Regions from separate parts of the Mus musculus genome. Here regions 1 and 3 are each linked to region 2. The links are chromatin contacts, called in public Hi-C and promoter capture Hi-C maps. All regions are on one chromosome and are shown on one strand. The core of a region is the stretch at or near the end of the contact, and the rest is flanking DNA. Distances in the headings are between cores, read along the strand shown. Region 1 holds the start of Dad1 (defender against cell death 1). Region 2 holds the start of Tep1 (telomerase associated protein 1). Region 3 holds the start of Gmfb (glia maturation factor, beta).

Region 1 (4,143 bases), core at 112-2,611, 3.4 Mb after region 2:
GTTCTCTGTCGGGAACAGTACTGGGCACAGTAGAGAGGTTTGTCAGACCTGGCTAATGGTGCTAACATATCCTGATGGTTAGGGTGTAGCCTCCAGAAACTGGACCAAAAACCAAAGACACTATGATGACCACTGAATAAGCTGACTTTGCAGCTCTAGCTCTGACTGGGGCACAAGTCGGCTGGGGCCTATTTAAGTTCTGAAAAGTAAAATTGTTCCCAGTGGGCCTGACCTAGCAATGTGAATGTGTACATGTGACGTGAGGTTTATGTTAAGACACTAAATCAAGTCTCCAGACAAGTCCAATGCTATATTTTGTCTCTGCCCAAACCAGCTGTAATTCACTGAGGAAAACAATTGCTAATAAACCCCCAAAACACTGCTGACTGACCATGATACATTTGGTAGTAACATTCCTAAGCCAAACCTGTTCCCAGTATTCTCTCAGTTCCATGGGGCAAGAAAAGTCAGACTTCAGATGAAATCCATGGCGGCAATCCTCATTAAACCTGGAAGTCTGTAAGGTTATTAAATGTGTAGAAGAAAGAAGAGCTAATACACAATTGTGTGAATAAAAATTGAGTTGAGGGTAAAGAGAAAAAGCACATAAATTATGCACAGAAATAAGTAGGGGCAACTAAAAAGCCAGCATCAATTGGGTTGCCTCCTCACAAGCAGTCACTAATATTTATATTCCTATACTATCACCAAAGTCTTCTCCTAGATGAAGTAGGGATTAGGCCAAAGTGATAGAAATGTCTCAGCTTGGCATTTTAATTTAAAGCTCTACCAACTTTAAATTTGTGTTAAAGTTTCATCAAGGTAGGATATTTTTCCTTAGAGAAGTATTAATTGCGACGAACACCAGAAGACTATTTCTTTACATATTCAGTTTCAACTCCTGTTAGGCATTAGAAACGTGACATTTCTGAGCCTGCTTCCTGGATCCCAAGAAGTAAGCGTGACTTCACAGACGACGGCCTTCTACAAACTACCAAAGGGTACCGTGAGGACGAAGCTGCGCGCCAAAGTGGGACATTATGACCAGGATACAGAATCATTACCCGCTAGGATGAAGCTGCCCACACAAGAGATGAAGCCAGAGAGGAAAGAGTTGAAGGGGAAGGTGCCCACGAGGAGACAGTAGCCGAACTGCAGCGCCCCGGTCAGCAGTATATAAAGGAGATAGGCGTCCAGCAACTTCAGCCGCTGCGGAGTGGAGCTCAAGTACTCCTCCAGGAACCGGGAGATGACGGACACCACAGACGCCGACATGACGAACACGGGGACTTCGGATACCGGACGACCACAGACGATGTGGCTCGCGCGTGCGCGTTAGCGGGCCCTAGCCACGCCCACACCGGCGGGCCAATTGGCTCCGGCGTAAAGGCCAGCCTTGGTGCGTCACAATTAATGCGCAGACACAGGCTGCATACCCAGACTGAGAACTACAAACGGAAATAAATTAATGCTCCTGCGCAGGGCCTATCTCCCCCTCTGGAGACGTGTACTATAGCCTTATTTCCGCCCTGCGTTTGTTGACGCCCTCTGTTGCTCTGGCGACGAGATTTGTGACCGGAACAAGGGGAGAGGTTTAACAGCGGACAGAGACGCTTCCCAGAGAGTTCCGGCTCTCTTTGATCCCCCTCAGTGGTCTAGCTTGGGAATCTGCTTAGAGACCAAGCTGGCGGTCCAGGGACTTAACCTGCCTGGCCCTAATTCTCTTAAAAGCTCTATCTTCAGATGCCTATGACCGATCATTAGAGCAGGTCAAGTTCCTCCGCAGTGAGAACTATGCTTATACGGGCCAAGCGCCGGTTTACACTGGCGGGAGAGGGTTGACCTCTACAGGATCCTGAACTGGAAGGCTGAATCTGGGCCCCACGAAGAACCTAAGCCAGCAGGTATTCATTCATTCAACAAACGCTCGTTGAGTACCAAGGAGGTCCAATAGCTGTAGTTATATTGTAGGAATTTTTAGGTTAATCAGTCACTGTCTAAAAAGAGAGATAGTCACTTGTGCGTAGAGTGAAGGGTCAGGATCAGCAGCAAACTGACATTGTACAACAGGTATTGTTATAATATTCCTTGAATGGCTCCAAAGAGCATATTTGTTTCAACCTGATCCTCTGAATCATTTTATAGAAAAAGAATTGAAAGTTTGAGGTTTTAACAAGTACAATTAACTGCTTTTTAGCGTTTTAGCTGAAGAAAACTTAAGTTCTGCCTTCTGGTTTGCACTGCCATTACAAGTTCACAATAACCCGACCTTCTAAACCTAGTATCTCATCTTTCAGTTAAAAAGTCTACCCGCATAGAATCCGGTACTTCATTTCAGCGTTTAAGACACTTCCAACTGCCCTGCCTAACTAGTTGAGCAGCATTTCTAAACCCGCAACTGAACTACTGTCGCTTGTTATCTGTATTTAGCCCGGAAACACTTAGCGCCACAATCCAATAAGACGTAAATAGCCCTGCCCAGGTTCCAGTGAATCACTCGTGTCTTTGGAAAGCCTTAGTCTGTTAAAAGAGGTAAATCCATATTCACAAGAGAGAAGTTTGCACTCCTAGAAATGTAGCCTCTGTGCTCTTGTGTTACTGTAGAGTGGGTGGGATGTGGAAGGATAACCAGACGGGTTCCTACTCCACATAATATGAAATGCATCTGCAATTGAACCCTTCTCCCTGTCTCAGCACAAGTAGAACAGATTCCTCTGGTCGTCAACTTAAGGCCAAATGGGCTAACTGGCTGTTTCTAATTATCCAGTAATGAATTCTTCCAGAAGTTCCTGTGCCATCATCCCAGCACCTTCCAGAAGTGTCTTAGCCTTTGATCTTTGTCATTAACATCTTCATAGGAGTTCCCTAGGAAGACAGAATCAATGCAAGACATCACTTATTGAGACAAGCATACTCATTCTAAGACAAAGCCATTCTGAACTCCAGATTTTCTCAGCTACCTGAATTAACAATACGGAAAAGTTTTGTTTTGTGTTCAGTATATGAACATAACTAAACTCTCAATAGGGATTCATACGGTCATTGGTTTTGAGTAGTGTGAGTCAGAACATTACTATGTGTAAAAAGCTCATGTGCAGAGGGATAGTAGATAAAAGTTCAAGTTCCAGAGTCAGACAAAGAGGGTGTTAAACTTTGATTCTACATACTACTAATTACTTAACTTGAGACTGATCACTTAACATTTAATTCTTGCTTTCCTTCTTTGTGTTCTTTTTGACAAGGTTTCTTTATGTAGCCTCGCCTGGAAATTACTATGTATCCCAGAATGGATTCAAATTTGCAATCCTCCTGCCTCTGCTTACTGAGTGCTGAAATTTCAGGTATATGCCACTATGGTCTCATTTTCCATCTCCATGACATGGAAATAACAATACCTGAATCACAGCACTGTTTTCGTTGGGGTTAAATGAAATAATGTCAAACATTAAGCAGCAAAGTCCAGAGCCCATGATAAATGCCCAGAAGATGTTTGCACTTGCTAACAATTATTCATTCTGACATGAACGACCTCTGTTTCTCCAAATAATTAAAACTCGGCCATACTGCAAAGCTCCAATACTTTGGGCATGCAAAAGATGATGCTAGCACTGTAAATCTGATGACTGGCAAAGACACATTGGGTTTTAAGTCAAATCAGAAGTCAGAGAAGACCTTAGAGGCTTCATTACTAAGGTGCTCCACAATATAAGATATGGGAGAGTAGAGGGGGCATACTCTGTGATTCTTCCATTCTTTCTCCTAAGAAATTATATTATCAGCCCGGCAGTAGTGGTGCACGCCTTTAATCCCAGCACTTGGGAGGCAGAGGCAGGTGAATTCCTGAGTTGGAGGCCAGCCTGGTCTACAGAGTGAGTTCCAGGACAGCCAGGGCTACACAGATAAACCCTGTCTCAAAAAAAAAAAACAAAAACAAAACAAAACCAGAAAAAAAATAAAAAAAAGTACAGTACTTTATGTACTCTTTTTGTATCAAATCATGTATGTTTTAAAAGATATGTTTTTAAGATAGGATATATTCTTCCATATGTGTCTTGACTTCAAGATAAGAAGGGGAGAATACATTTTTCTCTCCAGAGGCCTGTCTAGAGTAGGTACCAAGAGTTCATTTCATTGTATATAATT
Region 2 (3,940 bases), core at 1,282-3,781:
GCAGACATGGATTTCAGGGCCCTGGGTCCAGGTGGAAGGTCTAGTTCCTCAGAGAAACATGGAGTCTTCTTGGTAGGAAGCTCAGGGAGCAGGCAGTTGCTAGTTTTCAGGCTATGCAGATCAGCTTGTGCCGTATGAGATATGTGAAGACCCTGGAGCAAGGGGCTGGTCAATGCAGTGCTCTTTACAGTGGGGAGAGTAGCTAGACATTGGTTTTCCAAAGAAAGGACGTCTGGATGACTAGACATATGTCCACATAGCTTCTCCAGAGGCTGGAGGTCAGGGAGCATGGTCAGGCACCGATTCTCCAAGGAGAGGATGTCTGGGTGGACAGATATATGCCCATCTATTCTCTCCGTGGGCTGGAGGTCAGAGAGCATGGTCAGACACTGGTTCTCCAAGGAAAGGATGTCTGAGTGGACAGATCTATGTCCATGTATTTTCTCCAGGGGCTGGAGGTCAGGGAGCATGGTCAGGCACCGGTTCTTCAAGGAGAGGATGTCTGAATGGCCAGGCACATGCCCACAGAGCTTCTCCATAGCTGAAGAACAATCAACATATGCCTAGAAGAAAAAAAACAGGTAATGAGATGCACTAGAAACATATCAACTCCATACTCATCTGTTTGTGCCAGTGATAGGCAACAAACAAATATTTCTACTTCTTAAAATTATGTTATTGTTATTATTATTATCGTGTGTGTGTGTGTGTGTGTGTGTGTGTGTGTGTGTGTGTGTGTGTGTATTGAGAGAGGGAGAGGGGAAGACAGGTGTGTCTATAAGTTTGGCCATGCGTGTCACAGCATGTGTGAGGCTGGAGGACAATCCTTGGGAGTTGGTTCTCTCCCCCTACAGTGGGATGTGGGGATTGAACTCCAGTGGTCGGTATTGCAGTGTTGTACAGCCATCACTTTTAACCATCTTGCTGCCCCCCCCCCTTTTAGATTTATCCAGGCGTAATTCTAAGGGGACAGGGGGGAAAAGGGAAAGCAAAAGCTTAGAGAGAAGCCTGGCATGGCATAGCGGTGACCTGTCTAGAATCACAGCTGAAAAGGAGACCATAAGAACATGGAGGCCAGCCTGGGCTACATAGCAAATTCCAGGTCCACGTGAGCACTGACACTCTCTTTCTCAAAAGAAAATGTGTCTTGCTATTCCTCTCATGTCCCTGTACTACAAGGAAAAAAAAAAAGTAGTGAGGGCTGGGCTGGCATACACCTGCACTCCCAGCACTTGAGGCCGAGGCAGAAGGGTTAGGAGTTCAAAGGTCATCCTTGGCTACATAGCAAGTTAAAAGATCAAAATCACCCTGGAATATAGGAGACTTTGTCCAAAAAAAAAAAAAAAAAAAAGGTGGGAAGCTAGAAAGATAGGTCAGTTGATAAAACATCTAGATGACAGTAAGGCTCAGTAGTCTATGACTGTAATCCCAACACTGAAAGGCAGGCAGATTCTTACATCAAGCTGGCCAGCCAGCCTACCAAAAGTAACTCGAGAAGCAATAGAATAAGACACCTGGTGTGGAGTTCTAGTCTCCACATACCCGTATATATATCCGCATATGCACATACTCTTGCACACACAAACAAACACATACACACATATACACACCCAACGAGTAATAAGGAATTTCAGAATTAATCCAATATGTATGTATGTATGTATGTATGTATGTATGTATGTATGTATTGAAACAAGGTCTCACTAAAAAGGTCTGACTGACCTGGAACTACTATACAGATTCCAACTCACAGAGAGCCACCTGCCTCTGCCTCCCCAGTGCTAGGATTAAGACATACACAGCCACATCTGGCATAATCCAAGAGTGAAAAACAAGTTCTCAATTAAAATTTTAAGTTAACAGAGAAATAAAGACATGTAATTTTTTTCCTCTCTGGAGTTTATAGAGATTCTGATTAACTTCTGAAAGCTTAAAAGTTCTTCCCCAAGTTCCAGAGATAACTGGTATTGATAGTTTTATACTGACATTCTGTGTATACACTAGTTTGTATGTATACCTGCCTCCACTCCTACCCCGGTCCCTTTTCTTTGGCCTTGCACCTGAAGCCATACTTCAGACGCTATTCTTTTCTTAGGAAGTCGTGGAGGCCTACCGCGTTGGCACCTTAGTGTCCATTACTGTTAAACGTGTCAGTCTAGTGAGTTTCTGTTGCCAAAAGTGATCACAACACTCTTCATTTGTTACAGTCACTCCCTCCTAGGATTCTTTAAGGCAAAAGGAACCCATTCTCTCTGAGCATCTATCCCTCCGCCCCACTAAGGCCACCCCACCTCCCTGCCAGCCGCCCGGAAGGACTAAGCGGCTGCACCACGCTCGCCCAGAGGTCCTTCCGGGAGTCCAGCTGACACAGGTCTCGGCCAGGGCTCTACCTGCGCTCAGGATTGGAAAAGCTGTGCGCAATGAGAGGCGCGTTGGTTCTCCGCAACGGGGAGCAGAAACCGGCCTGGGTCAGCCAGTGGACTGGTTGGAAGCAGAGAACTGAAAGAAAACCAACACCCTAGTGAGGCCAAGGGGTGAGGCTGGGCGAGGGAGGGGCGGGGCTGGGGGCAGGGCGGGGCTGAGGGCGGGGCTGCCGCGTGTAGGATATCGCAAATGCCGGGATTATAGGGTTGTGCTAACCACACCCGGTTTGATTTGCACAGTTTAGGGATTTATACTTCCGGCTAGGCCAACTTTACCAACCGAGTTGTATTTCCACCCAATACAATCATGCTCTGATGCTATTATGTATCCTGAAAATACCCCAGAGGCTTATGTGCTAAAATCATGCCAGCCTTGGGCAGCTGTTGGGAGGTGGTGAAACGTTTAGAAAGAAAGATCGCTGAGAGTGTGCCCTTGGCTGACCTTTGAAAGTCAGGCCCCTTCTCTCCCTTTTGCTTCCTTTCATCCACCATGAAAGTAAACAGTTTCGTCTGTCGCCACCCCACTCAATCCCACTCCACCCCATCCGTGAACTGCTTTGCCACAGGCCAAAGCAAGAGGGTCAAGAGATCCTTGACTGAAAACCTCTGAAAATATGATTCAGAATGGTGGCACACACATGTAATCCTAGTACTTAGAAGGCTCTGGCAGGAAGATCAAAGAGTTAACTCTACTCATGCTATTTGAGTTCATTATGTTATCTTTTTGTTACTGCGACAAACTACCTGAGATAATAAACCAAACCCTTTTGATTGTTTCTTTCTTTTTCAGACAGGGTCTCTCTATGTAACCCTGGATGTCCTGGAACTCACTGTTTAGACCAGGCTGGCTTCTGACTCACAGAGATCCGCCTGCCCCTGCCTCCCATCTCCTGGGATTTAAAGGCATACCCCACCACCAACCACCACGCCCAGCAACAAATTTTTTTAAATTTTGATTTTGGGGATTTGGGCTTTTATTTTTAGACAAGGTCTATCTATATAACCCCAGCTGGCCTGCAGCTCACTATGTAGACCAGGCTGCCCTCTAATGGCTCAGAAATGAAGAGAATCTGTTTTTGCAGAAGGCCTAGGTTCAGTACCCAGCACCCACATCATGCCTCACAACCATTGGTAACTCTAATTACCCATGGTGACCTCTTCTAAACTCCAAGAGCACTTGGCATGAAGGTGGTGCACAGACATACATAGAGGCAAAACTCATAAATACAAAGTGGAGTGTGTGGGTGGAGGTCTGTTTTGTATGTAAATTACTACTAGCCAGGTAATATACCCTTATAATTCCAGAGATTTTAAAGGCTGAAGCAGAAGGATCTCAAGTTCAAGCCAGATTCCTTAGGGAGCATTTGCCTCCATAAAATAAGTAAGTGAGTAAATAAATAAATATAAAAATGAAAAACCCCTAAAGATAAATAGTAATTTTAATAGATTTTGTTGTAGTTCCGAGACAGGATTTCTCTGTGTAGCCCTGGCTATCCTGGAACTCAGTCTGTAGACGA
Region 3 (4,036 bases), core at 987-3,486, 4.0 Mb before region 2:
ACATAAAAGACCAGACCAAAAAAACCTCTTAGTTGATACCTGTGAAAAAGGCTAAACAGGAGAGCCAAGATGCTTTGAAGACTTAAAAGTGAAAAACACGGTGACAGCAAAAGCTATCTAAAGTGATTAGAGTGAACAAGGCAGTCAAAGTCATGAAACCACGGTGCGACTCAGATGCCCACAACAGGAGCAAGGACCAAGAGTAGGGAAGGGGGCTGGTGAGATGGCTCAGTGGGTTAGAGCACCCGACTGCTCTTCCGAAGGTCCAGAGTTCAAATCCCAGCAACCACATGGTGGCTCACAACCATCCGTAACAAGATCTGACTCCCTCTTCTGGAGTGTCTGAAGACAGCTACAGTGTACTTACATATAATAAATAAATAAATCTTTAAAAAAAAAAAAAAAAAGAGTAGGGAAGGGCATTGTAGGTACTCAGATTTCTGTCCCATGAGCAAATATAAGCTATCAACACGCTTTAAGTATTGTAGGGAAGGCAAACATGGCCATATTTGAATTTTGATAAGATCATATTTGTTGTGATATGCAGTAAGCAGGCAGAGAGCCAGGAAGAGCACAACAGCCCTAGTTACCAGCAAGACTATTTCAGAGATGACAAGTAGCCGAGGAATTAAAGATCAGCATAAAAGACGTGAATAACATCAGTGAGCTACCACGTATACAGCACAAAGCTGACTCCCACTTTATGCTCCAAACTATCGCACCCACACCAGTGCCATCCACATATGGCAGGAAATTTAAGATTTAGACAGGCTAGAAGCATCTTCTCCAAAGTCTTAAGTCATACAGGTAGTGGACCCAGGAAGCAACCCAGATATGCTGAACTCCAGCGCTTGCTCGCGCGCTCGCTCTTTCTCTCTCTCTCTCTCTCTCTCTCTCTCTCTCTCTCTCTCTCTCTCTCTCTCTCTCTCTCTCTCTCTCTCTCTCTCTCTCTCCACTACATAAGAACTGGGTTAGATTCAATATGAAGGAAATAAAGACTTACAAAGATAACTTCTAGACTTCTGGCTTTGTGTAAGGAACACAAACACACCTTTAGCCAAGTTGCAGAATTCCGGCTGAATGAAGACCAGATGTGTGGAGGAAGCTATGAGTTCTTTTTGGACAAACTGAGGAGCCTCTGTGGCTTCTGTGTGATGAAATTAACCAAAAAGTGGAATGTAACTGCTGGTTGGATCTCAGCTAAGGTCAGAGATAGGAACTCACAGGTCAACTCAACGTAGGTGGTTACTGAAGCCAGAAGTTCAGCAAAGAGAAAAACAATAGAAAATGAAGCCTTGGAATGGAGCCTAGGGCACTCACGGGCATAGTCCAAGGAATGGAGAAAGGAATCCAAGGGGAACAGATGCATCAGCAGAAATAGGAGGAAAGCCAGTTCTGAATCCCAAAAGCCAAGGGGGTTGGGGTAGGCAAAATTAAAGAGATGCCTCAAACACCAGTGTCAACACCCTGGAATGTAGCTGAAAGGTCAAAACGATGAAAAGCCACGAGTTCACTGGGTTCAATGACCGCGGTAAGATCTGCTAGACGGAAGTGGTCCCCAAGAGAGGATTTATAGATAAGTGTCTTCCTGTTGTTGTTTCCATGATACTTGGTCGTACTTAAAAAACACTTTGGGAAGGCTCCAGAAGGTCCTTGAGAGCACCTGACTTAATTCTCCACTTTGTCTTTATGCTTGGGGTCCATCGTCAAGGAGATCAGAAACCACTGCCCCAGACGCAGCAAAACTAAACCTCTGACAGTTGCTTAAAGGCAAAATCAGAGCCCTGGGTCACATGGGTTCCAACGGCCTGGACTGGAAGAATGTGGGTATCGGGAGCTATTCAGCCAGAAACAAGGGGGTGCAGGTAGAAAGAAGCCTGGGCGAAGCCGGAATGCAACCAGAACCCTGACACTCGCCTACAACGCCGGCCCTCAGGCCCAGCCCGTTTCCGCCGCGGGGACCACAAGGGTCCACGCGGAGGCCACGTTCCAACCGTCCGCCCGCAGCGCGGGGGTCTTCCGCGCTGCCGCTGGAAGTCGGGAACGGACTGCGAGTCCGTCCAACCCCGCGGTGCCTCCCTTCGCCGCCACTTACCATTTTCCTTCCGGTCGTCAGCGGCCCGTTGCCGTGCGATCTCTTGGGCCCCTTTAAGAATGGCTCGGCAGCCAACTCCCTTCCTGTTTCGGCTGGCGCACCGCTCAGCCTCCCCCACCTAAGGACGCGGCCGCCGTGGCCCGCACGTGACAGCGGACGGCGGGAGGCGAGGCCCAAAATTTGGCGAAATGCGGACGCGGGCGCCTCTGGTGCCTGTTAAGTAAGGATGCTGCGCCGTTACCAAGGAATGAGCCAGCCAAGCGGTGCGCAGATTCTTGGTGTCTTTAAATATTCTACAAGCCTTAACGGCAGGTATTTCGTGGTGCCAAACCTGAGCTAATGACTTGAGTGGTAAATGTGCGTGTCGATTACAGTTTACTTGCAGATTTAATGCTTTTCAAAGGTAGACGCGGCTTTCATCCTTGCACCTGTCCCAGGGCGCCATCCCTGACCCTGCCTGCTTTCCAGAACTTACTGAATAAATTTATTTTCCAAAATCTATTCATACTCACCAGTAAATGGTTACCAATGTTGATCATGTTGGCTTTTACTCTCAAGTTACAGCGAATTGAACTCTGAAACCCAGGTGCTCTTATTGTTTCAAAGTGTGACACTCAAAAAGTTACGACCTTTTAAATGTATTACTACTGGTATTCCATAACGGAGATAAACTTGCCTTTCTAAGAAACAGTATGAGGTACAAAAAAGACTATGTGGATGAAAGGATTGGCAACTTTACGAAAAATAAATATAAGAGATTTTTAAAACATTCTAATATTTGTATACTCTTTTGGTACTTCCTCCTTTGTCATCCATAACTATTATCCTCAAACGATTAGTAGAATTCTCTTTCAAAAATAAGAAAGGATGGGAGTTGGAGAGATGGCTCAGGGGTTGCGAGTACAGGTTGTTCTCTCCACCCTGGCCGGATCTCCAGAACCCACCAATATGGTAGTTGACAGTGTAACTCCAGCCCCAGGAAATCCAAAACACTCTCTGGCCTCCAGGGCCACTGCAGGCTTGTGGTGCAAGCAGGCAAAACACCCATACACACAAACTAATAATATAGTTTTTAAGAATAAGAAAGAAATTGGAAGGGAGGAAAGAAGAGAGAAATGCCAAGAGCAACTTTGATTTCTAAAAATAGAGTTTTGGATCTCCATATTAAACCCAGAGGTTTTCAGTGAGAGGCACCTTATGCAGTTTTGAATCTCTATAAGCATTTGTTTTAAATCCAGATATTGGTAATGGTAAATGGATTTCCTGTACACCACTCCTTAAGGAAGGTGGGACAAAGTGAACAGTAGGAAGGGAAAACCTTCTGCTGTGGATCTGTAGAAGCTGGGGAGGAAGGCTGGAGCACCTGCAGAGCCTTCCTTTCCCACTCTGGCCTTCTCCTCTAGCTTGAAATGGCAGAGGGAAGGATGTAGTCACTGGAGCATCAAAATAGGCAAGGTGTCAGAGAAAATCCTCTTCTCTGGGGAGAAGCCTGGAACTTGACTCTATTCCATCTTTAACACAATAGAGATCTCTTCAGTGGCAGAAGTGGCCTAATCTGTTTGCATAAGATAGCCCTGAAACCAGCATGTGACATGCAGGCGAATCTACACGGTCCTATAACAGTCCCCCTCCTCTGGTAAAACGAAGATGAGCATCTAGCAAGCCTGCAGAGCTAAGAGGCTGTGGGTTACCAAAGATTTTACCGACACAAGTTCATGGCTCGAGCCTTGAATCCCAGCGGTGGGAACTCTCTAGAAACAGACACTCAGATGAAGCTGTCTACAGCTTGGTGAGGACCTATATGCATGGTTCAGATCTACACTCTCATTTTCCCGCCTCCCACCACATCCCATGAGCATCTGCTGTCATCAGATCATCCTTTTAGGAGAAGCAAGAGACATGGGAGAGAGAAAGGGGAAGGCTACGAATTTTCTTGAAAGA

The links. Promoter capture Hi-C pulls out the DNA fragments that hold promoters and counts their contacts. A called contact is a pair of places that touch in the nucleus more often than the background predicts.
Region 1: a contact with region 2 is called in a promoter capture Hi-C map of pre-B cells, with 4 times the contacts expected there. The contact joins the promoter of Dad1 here to the promoter of Tep1 in region 2. A contact is called at or near these places in 3 of 39 promoter capture datasets (cranial neural crest, liver and pre-B cells).
Region 3: a Hi-C map of B cells shows a contact between it and region 2, with 5 read pairs. The contact joins the promoter of Gmfb here to the promoter of Tep1 in region 2. A contact is called at or near these places in 1 of 39 promoter capture datasets (pre-B cells) and 1 of 484 Hi-C or Micro-C datasets (B cells).

The regions. Positions count from the first base shown.
Region 1 is chr14:54,252,568-54,256,710 of GRCm38.p6, forward strand. It overlaps Dad1 (defender against cell death 1), which reads right to left and starts at 1,362. Exons shown (of 3, transcript NM_001113358.1): 1 at 1,065-1,362. The coding sequence starts at 1,275. It also overlaps a transcript of Abhd4 not described here.
Region 2 is chr14:50,868,023-50,871,962 of GRCm38.p6, forward strand. Tep1 (telomerase associated protein 1) reads right to left here and starts at 2,532. Exons shown (of 55, transcript NM_009351.2): 1 at 2,391-2,532; 2 at 1-563. The coding sequence starts at 539. It overlaps Gm26782 (a long non-coding RNA gene), which reads left to right and starts at 2,274. Exons shown (of 3, transcript XR_874615.2): 1 at 2,274-2,534.
Region 3 is chr14:46,820,006-46,824,041 of GRCm38.p6, forward strand. It overlaps Gmfb (glia maturation factor, beta), which reads right to left and starts at 2,237. Exons shown (of 7, transcript NM_022023.2): 1 at 2,096-2,237. The coding sequence starts at 2,098.